Regions from separate parts of the Mus musculus genome. Here region 1 is linked to region 2. A link is a contact called in public HiChIP or PLAC-seq data. All regions are on one chromosome and are shown on one strand. The core of a region is the stretch at or near the end of the contact, and the rest is flanking DNA. Distances in the headings are between cores, read along the strand shown.

Evidence for each region. HiChIP or PLAC-seq counts read pairs in DNA pulled down with a chosen protein or histone mark.
Region 1: an HNF4G HiChIP or PLAC-seq map of pancreatic cancer cells shows a contact between it and region 2. The contact joins two enhancer-like sites. A contact is called at or near these places in 1 of 15 datasets of contacts at CTCF or cohesin (CD8 T cells), 5 of 484 Hi-C or Micro-C datasets (adipose-derived mesenchymal stem cells, cortical neurons, liver and 1 more) and 2 of 115 datasets of contacts at active chromatin or transcription factors (embryonic stem cells and pancreatic cancer cells).

Annotation. Positions count from the first base shown.
Region 1 is chr6:31,327,954-31,335,050 of GRCm38.p6, forward strand. 2210408F21Rik (RIKEN cDNA 2210408F21 gene) reads left to right here. Exons shown (of 6, transcript NR_040262.1): 3 at 379-407. Among named protein-coding and RNA genes, the nearest start is that of Mkln1os, 67 kb to the right of the region's middle. Within about 2 kb of position 4,433, at least 84 of the 459 cell types and tissues checked have an H3K27ac peak or open chromatin away from gene starts, as enhancers often do. A contact at or near this core is called in pancreatic cancer cells, where this site is marked.
Region 2 is chr6:31,249,557-31,256,927 of GRCm38.p6, forward strand. The region is part of intron 1 of 2210408F21Rik (RIKEN cDNA 2210408F21 gene); the gene reads left to right. Among named protein-coding and RNA genes, the nearest start is that of Gm38782, 9.8 kb to the left of the region's middle. Within about 2 kb of position 1,650, at least 6 of the 459 cell types and tissues checked have an H3K27ac peak or open chromatin away from gene starts, as enhancers often do. A contact at or near this core is called in pancreatic cancer cells, where this site is marked.

The sequences.
Region 1 (7,097 bases), core at 3,183-5,682, 81 kb after region 2:
CTAATTTAAAGAAAAAGAAAATAGGGTCTAGCACATACTAAAAAAATATTCTACCATGGAGCATCATTCTCAACCCTCAAGATGTATTAGCAGGTTGGAAAAAGTGAGGTGGGAAATCAAACAGACTTCATGTATGAACAGGGAAGTGCTGTCTGTTTGTGTTTGTTTGCATATAGGAAACACGGGAATGATATGCGAGAAACCATGGAGACCAGGGTGAGGGCAGAGGGAGAGTTAGAGCATCCCTGAGAGTGGAGCCTCGTGTATTCATTTAAATATCTTCTCCTTATCTATTTATAAAAATGCATAATTAAAAATGCCTCATTCTGTTGCAGAGGAGTGTTCCACTGACTGACCTCTTTTTGTTTTCAAATGAAGAGGAGCCAAGAATAGGACAGCTTGGGAAGGTGAGCTGCGTATAGCTCGTCAGGCTGAGGTAAAAATCATGTTGAATGTGGAGCCGTTCTTGTTTTAACAAGTCTGTACTTGGCTGATTAGGGCTTTCAATAGAATGCAAAGGACGTGAGAGCAACGACGAGCTGGCTTTATGTGGGATCGTCTAAAAAGTTTCTGAGAGCTTTTCTGTTAATCATCTTTGTTGATTTTCATAATGGTCTTGTCTTACTTAGCTTTCCTCCACTGTAACAAAATACCTAAGATAATTAACTTATCAAGAGAGAAGGTTTATCTTGGCTTTCTGTCATAGAAGTTCCACTTGGCCTCAGTCTTTGAGCCTGTGCTTAGACGGCACTCTGTGGTAGCAGTGAGAGACTGAGGAAAACTTCCCCCTCATGTCTAAGAAGCAAAGAGAGAGGGGGGTGAAAGTCCCATACTCCCTTCTGAGGGCAGTCCCTCAGTGATCCCACAATGTCCCACTACCACCTTATTCTAGCACGACCTTGGAACCAATTTTTTTTAATTTAACTTTTTATTGATTCTTTGTGAATCACATCATGCACATTAGTCCCACTATTCTCCCCGTTCCCTGTATTTCCTCTCTGCCCTTGCAGCCCCCATAAAATATACATAGATAGAGAAATAAATAAATAAATAAATAAATAAATAAATAAAATCTCTTTGTCTAAGTTTTAATATGTCACAGTGTGTCACACTGTATACCCTATGTCCACACTTCTTTTCTTGTAAATGTTCATTGCAATGAGTCATTTGTCTGGTTCCAGGACTCTGGCTTCTGCTACCCTACCAATACTGGATCCTCATGGGACTCCTTTTGGGTATCCTGTTGTTGCCCTGTGTCATGGAGATCTTGCAGCTTTGGATCTGCAGGATTGACCTTGGGACCAATCTTAACATTTAGATATTTGGAAGCCAGTCAGTATATGAACTGGAGCAATCCCTAATAATTATTAAAACTAAAATTAATCTTTTGTTTGGAAAGATATTTTCAAGGGCATGGTATAAACTTGTCTATAAGTCCATGCTAGACATATTAGCCAGTCCAGTCCCTTTCATTTCTGGGTAGTCTCATCACTAGAAGAACAGTGTGGCAAAGCTTAGTGCATCACAGCATTTCCTCATATATTTTCCCATTAAATCTTTCCATCGGCCATGCATGTTAATCAGGGTTGGTATTACCTCAGATTTAGAGATGAAAGACAATGGTGACCACTAGAAACAAAGTAAGACCCATGAAAAACCAGGGATGTAGGACTTTTAATATAGAAAGCATTCCTACCTATCACTAGTTGAAACACAGATATTGGTCAAGGATATAATTTTAAAATATATATATACAAAAAGACTGTAGTGGCAATCCAATAAATTTTTAGAAACAATTTTTTTTTTAACTTTTCCGTGTTTTGAGACAGGATTTCTTTATGTTGCCTTGGCTGTCCTGGAACTCACTTTGTTGACCAGGCTGGCCTCAAACTCAGAAATCCGCCTGCCTCTAATATAAGTATTCTTCTCAGTCCAGAAAAAGATGGGTCAGATGACACAGTAAGAAAATGGGATGCCAAACTACTGATTTTTTTTTAAGAGCTGGGGGGAGAGAAAGCTTAGTCTGTAAAGGAGGTCCTGTCTAAACTTGATGCTTATTTATAGTTTAACTCCCATGTGGAAAATCCAGGTACGAAGGTGTGTACTTGTAAACCTAGTGACAGAGAAGCAGAGACTTGAGACATCTGGGCCTTGCTGGCCTAACTGTCAAGTCCCAGAACACAGTGAGAGACCCTGTCTCAAAACTCAAGGTAGAACAACTGAAGAATAGCACCTGAGACTGTCCTCTGGCTTCCACAAGGACACACATGTACAAATACAGACGCATGTACACATGCACACACCTACACATAAACACAAAATTATGTTCAGGAACTATGCAAAGAAGAAAAAAAGCATAAGCTAGTAAAATATGCAGAAATGTGTGTATGTGCTTTAAAACCAGTGAACTCTGAAAGACTGTTAATAAGCAGAGCTGCCAAAAGTGATTTAAGTTTGGGAAGCTAAGTTGGTTCCTTCAAAGCTTTAAGCCTAAGCTGTTCCCTGTCTTGCCAATCTATTCAACTGGGTCACTTCGTTCAAAGGAGACCAGTTAATACGGACTGAAAATTGGAGAAGGCAGCCGTTGGTGAGCTTTGCCAAATGCCTTCCGCTTTAGCGGTTCACAGGAGACCTGGAAGGCTGTTTGCATCTAAGTGGCCTTGACTCTACAGAACCATCCCATTCAGCAAAGGTTTCAAGTGTCTTCGAACACGCCTGGCTTCTAAATGCTTGTATGGAATTCAGCCCTTACCTGAATTTGCATTTGGAGTCTATGTATTCCGTGTTGTCACTCATCTCCTAAGGAGGCATTCAAATGAGTTTCCCTTTTTAAGATTTTTTTTTCTCTTTTTTTTCCCAGATGACTGTTTACTGCACAGGCCCACCAGCATATCCAAAATGTCTTCAGTCTCTCTGTCTTTCAGGATGAGCCCAATACTCCCTGGTAGAGCCTAGCATGGCAGAGGCCTTGGGTTTGATCTCCAGTGTAGACGAATGAACCATTTCTTCTTACCCACGTGCAGCTCTGACGACTTTTCTCTTTATTTTCATCAGAATAAGCCTGCTATGATCAGCACACTCAACACTCTCCAGCACTTCCATAATTATCAGACAGATGGGGTTATAATGTTATAAAACAGCCAGCATTAAATACAGGCAACATGATGGTGACAGAAAAGTAGTTAGCCAAGGCTGAAATTAACAACAGCCAACCAACACTGTTGCTGTCTGTTGGGGCCAGGGATGCTGAAATTCTATGGCTTTTTTTTTTTTCTTTTTTTGAAAGGTGACAGGTTGCCAAGCTGCCAAGAACTCCTGCCTCTGCTCATACTGCTCTGCTGAAGTACATTTGCGACATCAACCATCAAATTACATATAAATATGTAATCAACTAAAGTTATTTATAGCTAGCTCAGTGGGTTTACGTTGACGGAATGGGCTGAGGCTGCCGGTTTGATCCTTTGCCACTTATTTGACACATGAAGAAAATTCATCACCTAGTAGTCTGTCCCTACACTCGACCAGGTCACAAAGCTGTGATCTTCCAGAGACCTGGTTCTACTGTGTAGGTGGACAGTCATATCATTTCAGGTACAACCTCATATGGCAATGTAAGTACTAACCTTCAAAACAATAATCAGCCTTGGAATCTTCCATCTCAAAACCTCAATTAGCCATTCACAAAGGAGAAGATGCCTTAGTCATATGTTTAGAACCATTTTCAATATATTTATAAGCACAGGTTGGATCACAGTGTTCTCAAATGTAAAACACTTCTTTAAAAAAAAAAATCAAAAGAGCTTCCCCCCCCCCTGCCCCGCCCCGCCCCATAATGTACTAGAAACCTAGAGGGTGGGTCCTGGTTCTGCTCACTGCCTGGGACCTGATGACAATCCCTGCTGAGTTTGTGCCCTGAGATTTGCCTGCAAGCAGTTCACTGTTCCTGGAGGATACTACACGGCTCTCAGAGCACAGAAGGCTATAGATTCACAACCCAACTTCTGGGGGTAAGAAGAAGATGGAGAAGGAGAAGAAGAAGGAAGAGGAGGAAGATGGGAAAGGAGGAGGACAAGGGGGAGGAGGAGGAGGAGGAAGATGATGAAAAGGAGAAGGATGGGGAGGAAAAGAAGGAGGGGAGAAGGGGGAAGAGGAAGAGAGGGAGAAGGAAGAGGAGGAGAAGGAGGAGGAGGAGGAGGAGGAGGAGGAGGAGGAGGAGAAGGAGAAGAAGAAGAAGAAGAAGAAGAAGAAGAAGAAGAAGAAGAAGAAGAAGAAGAAGAAGAAGAAGAAGAAGAAGCAGCCCTATCTCCCTCTGTTTGAGGCTCTGCTACCCCTCCAAACCCAAACCATCATGTATGTCCCTGGCCTCCTAGATCTGGCTTGCAGGGCTCCTTTGAGGTCTACTCCCCACTGCTTCTCTCTCCCAGTCGAGCCTTGTTCGCCCTGTTCCTCTGAGTCAGCCCGTGAGTCATCTCACTCATTAGCCGAACGAATGCCTCTCTAGCCCCTGAATCTCTTTTGTTTCCTTGCATCTAACTGGTTTTCTGGCAGCCCCCAAATCCAGAAACAACCTTGAAGCTGGAGGGTGGCTTGCTACCAAGATGGTCTGCTCAGTGGAGAGGCTGGGAGAGGGCAAGTTGAATTAAGATGGAGGTGCTGGTGTGTACACTGTGGCCTCGGGGTGGGGGTGGAGGCAACTTCAGTGCCCAGAATCCATGCCTCTGTCCATTCATAGGACGGCACAAGATTACTAGATCTTGGTGTCCCCCACCCCTGCTCCCCACTTCTTTCTTTTTTAAACAGACTCTCATTATGCAGCCCTGGCTTGTCCAGGACTTGCTGTGTAGATCAGGCTGGCCTCAAACTCACAAAGATTTGCCTGCCTCTGTCTCCCAAGTACTGGTTTGAAGGGAGAGCAAACCACACCCAGCTACCCTTTTCCTTCTCTTTCTTGTCTTTTTGTCCTCTCCTCCCAACCCTCACCCCTCTCTCACACACACACCTTTGGATGATACCAGGAGAAAGCTTATGGACTGTACTAGTGATAGACAGGCAAAGAGCAGTAAGTATTCTTAGACCACATGTTGTTTTTTCTCCAGTTCCTGCAGGCGTATCTTTCCGTCACAGTTCTCTTGATGTTACATCCCACGACGCTTCCCCTCCTGAAGAGGTGGATGGGAAAGGATGTGTGAGAGATGGGGGGTCATCCTAGTTGAGGCCTCCTGGGTCTATCCAGATGCCCAGTGAAAGGATGCTAATAAGAACTCTAAATTCACTTGTTGGAGCAGCGGCACCATGGCACCTTTATTAATTCATTAATCTTAAAGCCCTTTGTAAAGTGGAGAACATTCGACTTGGCTGAGTGTGACACTTTTCATTAAATCCAGCAATTTAGTTTCGAAGGGCTCCTTGGAGACCACCTGCGCATTCCATCCCGGCGGCAATGGCAGAGCACCTGTGTAGAGTGAGCCTGGCAGAGGCTGCCCTAGGACTGCACTGTAAAGCCTGTGCGTGCAATCACTGTAAGATCTGTGCATGCAGTCACCCGGGGAGCTAGCTGAGATGCCGGCTCCAGTTCAAGAGGCCAGATGGAAGGCAGTCTAATGCTCATCTGTAAGTTCCCTGGAGGTCCCGCTACCCCAGGGGCCACACATGGAATATACCAAGACTCCAGCGGCTCTGCAGAAAGCAGAGCAAAGCTTGCTCGTTCCTTGAGAAACAACCTGCAGGTTAGGGACACTGCCCTCCACATTCCTCCTCCTCCTCAGATGACGACATTTGTCTACCAGGCCCAGACAATGCTGGACTGTTCCTTCTGAGGCTGCCAGCTCTTTTCTGTCTCCACTCTCAGTCGGGGGTGTTAACATTGAGAGATTTAGGTTTGGGATTAGTGCAGGAAAAAAAATGGTTCCATAGATTTTCAGCCTTGACTGTGAGGTCTCATTTAGCTCACGTTACCCGGAAGCTTAGAACACATACGTAGGCAGAACTTGAACAACAATAAACCATTTCTTTGATTGTTACAGGGAGTTCTTTGCTTATTATTTGGAAAGTCAATCTTTTGCTTATTCTTTCTACTGGATTTTTTTGCCTTTTAATTATTAACATATTTAATTATTAACTTAAGATAGCCCTTTGTTACAATAATCAGGAGAAAAATTCCGCCCCTATATATATATTTTTTTACTTTATTAATCTCAGAGTTTAGAAACTTAGCTTGTAGGCAGACATTAACTTTCAGGTTGATTTATTCAAGCATGGTGACACACACACACACACACACACACACACACACACACACATAGCTGCTGTGCTCAGGAAGCTGAGTCAAGAGAGTGATGTGTCACCTGAGGCTACCCATGGCTATCCAGTGAATTCTAGGCTTGCCTGGACTACAGGGCGAGCTCCTGTCTTTAAAACGCTTTCTCTTTGTTGCTAATCTGAGCAAGCCCTGTTGCAGTACAGTCCATCTCTGTGAATAGAAATATTGAAGATGACTGCACATCTTGGGGACTGTTAGGCACGAAGAGGAAGTACCTGTGGGCCAACACAGGCCCTGCTAAGTTTGCTCCCAGAGCCTATAGTAATCTAGTAGCTTTACCGAGCCTCATGCAAGGCACAGGTGACAGCTTTTGACAAATGCACTTAGTTTGCTTCTGGAATATAAGCAAACACACATTTATTACATTGATTTGGCACTTGCAGGGACTCTCTGTCGTGTCCTTGGTTCTGATGGTTCTGAGAATCACAGGGTACTGTTGGAGGCTGCCTATTAAGAGCTTCCTCTGTTAGAGGAGCCTATGATTTGTGCCAGCCTTTGGCCTCCTCCTCCACCCCTCACTAAGCCTGCCAGTGGATGTGATCTTCTCCCACTCCCCAACTCCTAAGCAGCTAAATGTAAAACCCCATAGCACTAAGGCAAGATGACGGGGCAGCTCCTGCTCCTCCTCATTGGCTCTCATCTCTGCTCACACGGACCCACTTTTTGGTTTTTTCCCCCCTGGATATGTACATGTGCACGTGTATGCATAGATATGGGTGTATGCACATGAGAAGGGCAGAGGCCTATGGGAGGCCTTCCTCTATCACTCCCCACCTAC
Region 2 (7,371 bases), core at 400-2,899:
CACATGTGCATGTGCACCTACCACATATCCACAAAGACAGGCAGGAACATGTAAAGAAATGCACACACATACACACAAACACACACAAAATGAGAAGGAGGAGGAGGAAAAAGAAATATCATGGGGTATTATTGTGAGAATATATAACAAAAGTTCTCATCAAAAGAATACAATTAGTATTTTACAACGCAAAAATATATGAAATCCCATTCACATCAAAAGTTACTTCCAAGTTGTCCCCTGTGGTCTTCTTTTCCAAAGCTCATTGCCCAGACTTTGAGCCATTTTCTGGGCTCACCCTAATATCCACCCCTTGACTCTCTGTAAGTGACTGAACTCGTGACTGGCTCCGTGTTGAGAACGTGGGGGATCAGAATAAGGTGAGTTGTTGCCTCAAAGCTTGTCTCTATCATTTCGTTTGTAACCATTCACTGCATGTCTTGAGCAAAACTCTGAAAATTCTCTCAAGTGACCGCACCAGCAGGTGTGTCTGGCCTCCCGGTGACTTGACTTGTTCCTACACTGTTTGTGTAGTCTACGAGTGCCAGGAAGCAGGAGCCTTTCTTGGGAGGCCAATTTTCCTTTTTTTGTTTCAAGACAAATTAAATTCTTCATCTTCGCTATATTGACTTCTTTAAAAATGTGATTTCTCATAGAGAAAAAGAATTTTGAGGAATCAGAAAGACTCGCTGCTCATGGTGGGGCACTTCTTGGGCCAAATGTGTGCCAAAAATTAGGGACAGGAGTAGTGTTGTCACAGACAGCTGTGCACCAGACATCTGGTTCCCATACAGCCCCTCCTACATCCCCAATTCCAAGCTTCCCCAGCCCCGTACTTGCTGCGACCAAATACCTGAGGAAAAGTCGAGGAAGGGAAGTTAGGGTACAAGCCATCATGGCAGGGAAGGCAAATCAGTAGTCGGACTGTGAAGCAGCTGGTCACATTATGTCCCCAGTCACCAGAGAGAGAGTGATGAAGGCCAGTGGGCAGCTACAGCTCCTTTTTATTCGGTTCAGGATCCCATTCCATGGAATGGTCCCATCTGAAGTCAAAATACATCTTCCATGTTCAGTTAACCTCTCTGGAAACACAGTCATAAGATGCAGCCCAGAGGCCTGTTTCCATGGTGATTCTAAATCCAATCAAGATGACTGAAGATTAACTGCCCTGCTGGCCTTCTAGAATGTACACTTCAGGGCGGGCAGAGAGCTTGTTTGGTTTAGTGCTACAGGCTCAGTACTTGAAACAGTATATGGAAGACACTCACCCAAAAATTTGTTGATTGAATGATGTTATTAAAGGTTCTTTGGGATTTTTTTTTGTTCTGTTTTTAAGGTGCTGAAATGTGCATGGGTCTCTGGGGCTCCAATACAGGTCTGGCCCATGTCCCTGTCCCACCCACCTTGACATTTTTATTGATGACTAAGATGATAACGTTGATGGCATGCTAAGCAGATTTCCAGATGACACACAAGTAGAGGGTTAGTAACTTAATGGATACAGTCAGAGTCCCCTCTACCCTAGTGCTGATGGGATGCAGTGGTGAGTCACCTGACAATATGAAGTTAATGGGTACAAATATCAAGTCCTCAAAGATCTCCGAATCCAATTAAACAGGTACAGAGTGGGCGCGAGATGACTTGCAAGCACACACACACGTCAGGAAGATTTAGAGCCTCCTGTGGCTTGTGAGTGGTGAGTCAACACCGTATGATGTCCCTTTCGAAAAAAATCAATCTCCTGTATTAATAGCAATAGAACATTGGAGAGTGGAGCTGGCTCTCCAGTGCTCACTGGGGAGCAGACCACATTCGCTCTGTTTTATGAATTCTGGGCTCAGACAGAGATATTGAGAGACAGGAGATTATCTAAGAAGAAAACAGAATGGTAAAGGTTCTGGTGAACACCATTATTCAGATACAGAGAGGATCAAAGGCCGTGATGAGTGTGTGTGTGTGTGTGTGTGTGTGTGTGTGTGTGTCACAAGCAGTTTAGATAGTTGTCTTCTAAATTCTGAACTTTAAGAGAAGATTAAATTTCTTCTGTGTCATTTTCTTCTGTGTCATCTAAATGTCTGACGGAGTGCCAGTTACTAGATGTAAGCAAGTGCATTTCAGTACCTTGGGGATTGATCACAAACTATATTCGCTTAGCCATCAAATAGACAACTGCAGGAAGGAACACATTCCTTGGCTTTGGTAGGTGCTCCATAAATTCTTTCTTATCTGAAAAGAAGAAAGAAACCACATAAGCCTTTGATGCATCTGAAATGGCATCGTAGTAGGTTCTACAGGAAGGAAAACACGTTCTTTCTGGGTGGTTCTCTGGTGGCAAGAGACAAACGTAATGATCCCTAGTAAAGGACTGGCGAATTGTTGCTCAATTATTTTGACAATAACCATTTAAGAAAGTACTTGTTGAGTATCTATTCTGGGTTAGGTGCAGCCACTATGTTGGGGATGTAGAGGTAGTTTGGAGAGAAAGCTGTTAGTATGGGGTGAGGGTGATGTAGAGATGGACAGACAGGTAAGTAGATCCTCAAGGTACTGTAACAGGTGCTTTGTGGGTAGTGGCAGAGGCAGTGGTGGTGTGCCTGTGTGTTCTTGACAGCATTGACATTTAACAAAGAAGAAGACCGAGGCACGAGCTTGAGATAAATTGCTTAGAGTAACATAGCTTCAAGGTGGAAAACTGGGGTTCGTGTCTGTGCGATGGACATTAGCAGATGTGCTTCTTGCTACACTGAGTTATCTTCACTAACACATCCCACCACCACCACCACCACCACCACCACCACCACCACCACCACCACCAAGAGCTAGAGCCCACACAACTGGACTCTGAGTCCAAGTTGCTTTCTTTCACATAACCCTGTTCCTTGGCAGATGTTGCATCCATATGGGAAGAAATGGTCACATAGGTACAAAAGTGGTTATGTAGATCTTGTATCCCAGGTGATTGGGGGAACCTCATGGTGAAAGCTATGATGTGCTTTGACATGGTCACCAACATGGTTTAGACCTGTGGTTCTCAATCTTTCTCATTCTGCAACCCTTTAATATGGTTCCACATGTTGTGATGACCCCCCCAATCATGTAATTATTTTCATTATTACTACGTAAGTGTAATTTGTCTACTGTTATGAATTATAATGTAAATATGTAATATACAAGGTATCTTATATTTTACCCCTGTGAAAGGGTCATTCAACTTCCCAGAGGGGTCAAGACCCAGGTTGAGAACCACTGGTTTAGACTTTCTGTGCTTTAGGGGTGCGGGACTTTTAACAGCAGTGAAAAACAGTTTATCCATGGAGCTGGAGTCTAGGTAGCAGGGGATATGACTTGCAGTTCCTAGCAACTGGCCATCAACCCTTCCCCTGAAGCCCTTTGAAATACAATTTAAATTCTTTTCTAGGAAGAAGAGAATAAAATATAAAGTTTTACAAATAAAACTAGTTACATTGAATACCCCATACATGAGCAGAGGAGGAATAGAACACCTAATTGCTTAAATTTTCCAAGCCTTCTTACACTGGAAAATAGTTCCACCCAATATGCCTGTGCCTCCTAATTGAGTTGGGCTGGAGCTGTGGCAAATCTGACTGAGAATGGGTTATTAAATGACTGAAGTAGGTGACCCCTTCGTCGATAATTACCATTTATGCTGATGCAGGCTTGACCTATGTGATCAAAGCGATTGTGTTGGTAAGCTACCCATCTCCTGTAATTTTTGGAGATTTGGTAATTTCGAAATGGGCTGCAGGCTGGGATTTCTGCGGTCTGCGGTGGAGCTGCTAAAGGTCAGTGTAGTCTTCCCTCCCGGGGGTGGGGGTGGGGGTGGGGCTTGGAGTCTGATTGCCTCCAATGTTTTAGCTCCTCCTTTCCAGGTGGGAGGGGCTTGGGGTCTGATTGCCTCCAGTGCTTAGGTTCCTGTCGTCCAGTGTGTAGGGACCTAGTAGATTCAGACGGTTTTTAGCCTTCGGTGGATATCTGTCTTCTTGGCTTCCAGTCCCTGGAAACATTTGTTCAGCTAGTGGTGGCAGAGTTTCCTCATGCTTTATTTTCGTTGCTCCTATTTCTTTCATTTGAGCCTGCTTTCGAGGTGTTGCTTAACCTGTGTTTGTGTCTGCAGAAATCCTCCTGTTAGAACTCCCATGTAACCTTATAGCAGCGCTCAGCTATGTGATGCACATCTTCTTAGGATGCCGTGTAACGTTAGCAGCAAGAACAGGGATCTGTGTGGGAGGGCGGACTTAAATGTCTCATTGGATTTAACGTTTAGCATTTAAAGGATTTTTTTTTAATTACAAAGGATCCATGGTTTTATAAATATTTTTTTCCATTTTATCACTCAGTCAGTAAAACTTGGAAAATTATTCTCTTGCATATTCCATTCTTTAAACCTGAAGGTAAATTGCTTTAACGAGAACACATTCCAAACAAATACTTTTTCATAAAGCTAAGAGTAAATGAACAGAGCGGGCTCTCCTGGCATTTAGATGTATGTCTAATTAGAACTTCCAGCATTTCAAACCTATAATTTGCCAAAGTTGAGGTTTCTAATTCCAAATGTTTAGCCCACTGGGTTGGAACAAGTGACCCTTGCTGGAAAGATGTCAAGATTCAACTTTCTTTGGTTGACTTCTACTTTGTCATCAAAATGTTGTCATCAAAAGTCTGTCTATTCCCAGACTTAAGCCACACGAGCTCCCTTTAATTTTATTAACATCCAGGCAGAAAGGGAACGGCTGTTTCTTCCCTCCTCAGTGATGCCTAATTCTGGGGTCTGTTTACAGAGGGAGTCTCCTCCTCAGCCGGCTCCATCTTCACACTAGTCAATGTCAACATTTTGTACATCTTCCAAGGGGTGGAGGAGTCTTAGGTAGAAATCAGCCATACAGTTGATTTGATACACTGCCTAGCTCAAGGTTAAGTCTTAGATACTCTAGACAGTGGCAGACATTGCCAGTTGCCTTTGTTTATAACTTGAAACTGATCTTGTAAGATTTAGAATAACTAGATTATTATGTGACCTTGAACAAGCAATTTAATTTGATTTTTTTTGATTGCTTGTGATGCTGGGATTAAACTCAGGACATTGTGTGTGGTAGGCAAGCATTTTATCTCTGAACTGTATCTCCAGCCCTTTAGCCTATTTTCTGATTTTTAAAAAATATTTTTAATTTTAATTTTAGTTACAAGTATATGCATGCGTCCGTTCAGGTTAATACAGTCGCCCGAGTTGGCCAGAAGAGGGAGGTGGAGCCCTTGGAGCTAGGATTACAAGTGGTTATGAGCTGCCTGATGTGGGTGCTGGGAACTAAACTCTGGTCACTACAAGATCAATATGTGCTCTTAATGTCTGAGCCTAACCTTTTTTATAAAACAATCATTTCACATGGTTATTGTGCTTATTATTAAATGGTTAGGATTATATGTTAAAATGCCTAGCAAAGAAAGCCTGGAGCATAGGTCTAAGCACAGAGAGAATAAGCCAGGGGAGCCCAGACAGGCAGGTGAGTCTGCATCAACATTATCTATCTGCCTCTAGATACTTGTTGGGCAGAAAGGTCCACTCTCAGAGGCATGGCTACATCTGCCTCTGACTTCATTCTCAAGTGCACACGCAAACACTATTCTTCAGTAATCATCAGCCTATATCATTCCTTACATATTTCATAATTAGTTATTTAGGAGAAAATGAGCAAAAAAGCAGAGGGAAAAAATTAGACGAATAAGATGCCTATTTCAAAATAATTTCCAAATAGCTGTCCATGTTTAGAATGTTTAGAAAATATAACCGCATGCATAATTATAAAATATGTTTGTTTTTATAAAGCTATCTGGTTTTACATTTTTTTTTATTGATCTTAGAGGGCTGATTTTAATGGCCTTATCAAATGACTAACAATGTGGTCTACTGTGGACTCCCGATACACTAAAAATATCCATTAACGGCCTCTGATTTCATCGCTTCTACTGTCCTTGCCTGTGTTTCTTAATGTGATTCAATGCGATAACAGTTTGCCCTCACTGGGTATCGGATGGATAACAGGAAAGAAAGGCCTTGCCCCTCAGGTCTGAAAGAAGGACTCTCCCAAGCTGTCAGAATCCAGCTTGGTGGTAAAATGCATGAACTTTCACTAAGAAACCTTTCCCTCCGTCCGATATCTGACTGAAATCTGAGGAGCAGGATTCCAGTGCAGAGGTGACTTTGGAGGAGAAAGGTGGGTGCCAAATGGATCTGTTGTTTTTATGTTATATAACAAGGAGAAGAGGAAAAAAAAAACCCATCTAGCTGTTTACTCTCAGACCGTACCTCTGAGATGATCCTGTTACAGCAAAGGACAGAGACTAACCCTAGATTTTACGTTAGAACTATATTTTCATAAATGGTCATCTGGAGCCACTGAAAACTATATACAGTTAGATGCTGTGCTCCATTATCTATAAAGAGTCGAGGTCACTGTTCACCCTAACCATTGCATCAGAAGCAAACTCTAGCTGAACTATATAAGTGATATTGTTAATTAAAACAATTTTAAAATAAAAATGTCAGTATTATCAAGAATATGTGAGAGCTGAGGGTTGGCTCAGGGGTAGAGCGTGTGTGCGGCTTCCATGAGATTTTTAGGTTCAACCTCCAGCAGCACAGGAAGAAAAAAGATAAAAGAAAAACCCCGTGCATTGTAAGAGAGATATTGAGTCTACAGTTGAAAAACGACAAGAAAATACGATCGCCAAATCCCCACAATTTTATAACACACGCGTTGTCAACATTAACATTTCTTCATCGTTTCCTAAAAAAAAAAAAAAAAAAAAAAAAAAAAAGTCCTCACTCTGTTATCTAGAGTGGCCTAGATCTCACTGCAATCCTCCTGCCTCAGCCTCCTGAGTCATATAATTACAGGTGTGAGCCACCATGCTTGGCTTGCTTTTCATTTTAATGGGTATTTATACATACACACAAATAGACTCATACACACATATCACACACTCCACAATACTCACTACACATATGTGCTCACACTTTATTATAGAAAATGTAAAAACATAAACCAGCGTTGGTAGAGAGCATAATGAACCATGGTACCTGTTAACCCATGGCAGGGATGTCAGTCTCCTCTACTCCCCTGATTATCATTGTATCTCTGGTGCAGGGGAATCAAAGCCAAGGCCTCAATCATGCTTGGCCAGCATTCTGACTCTGACATGAATTTCCAGCACTATTCTGGTTATTTTGAAGCTAACCCCAGGTGTTGTGCCATTTTATCCATAAATAATCCAATACGGATCTTTAAAAGGTAGAGACTTTATAAAACATAATCACTATTGAGCTTAAGTGAGTAGTTCTTTAAAAGTGTACAA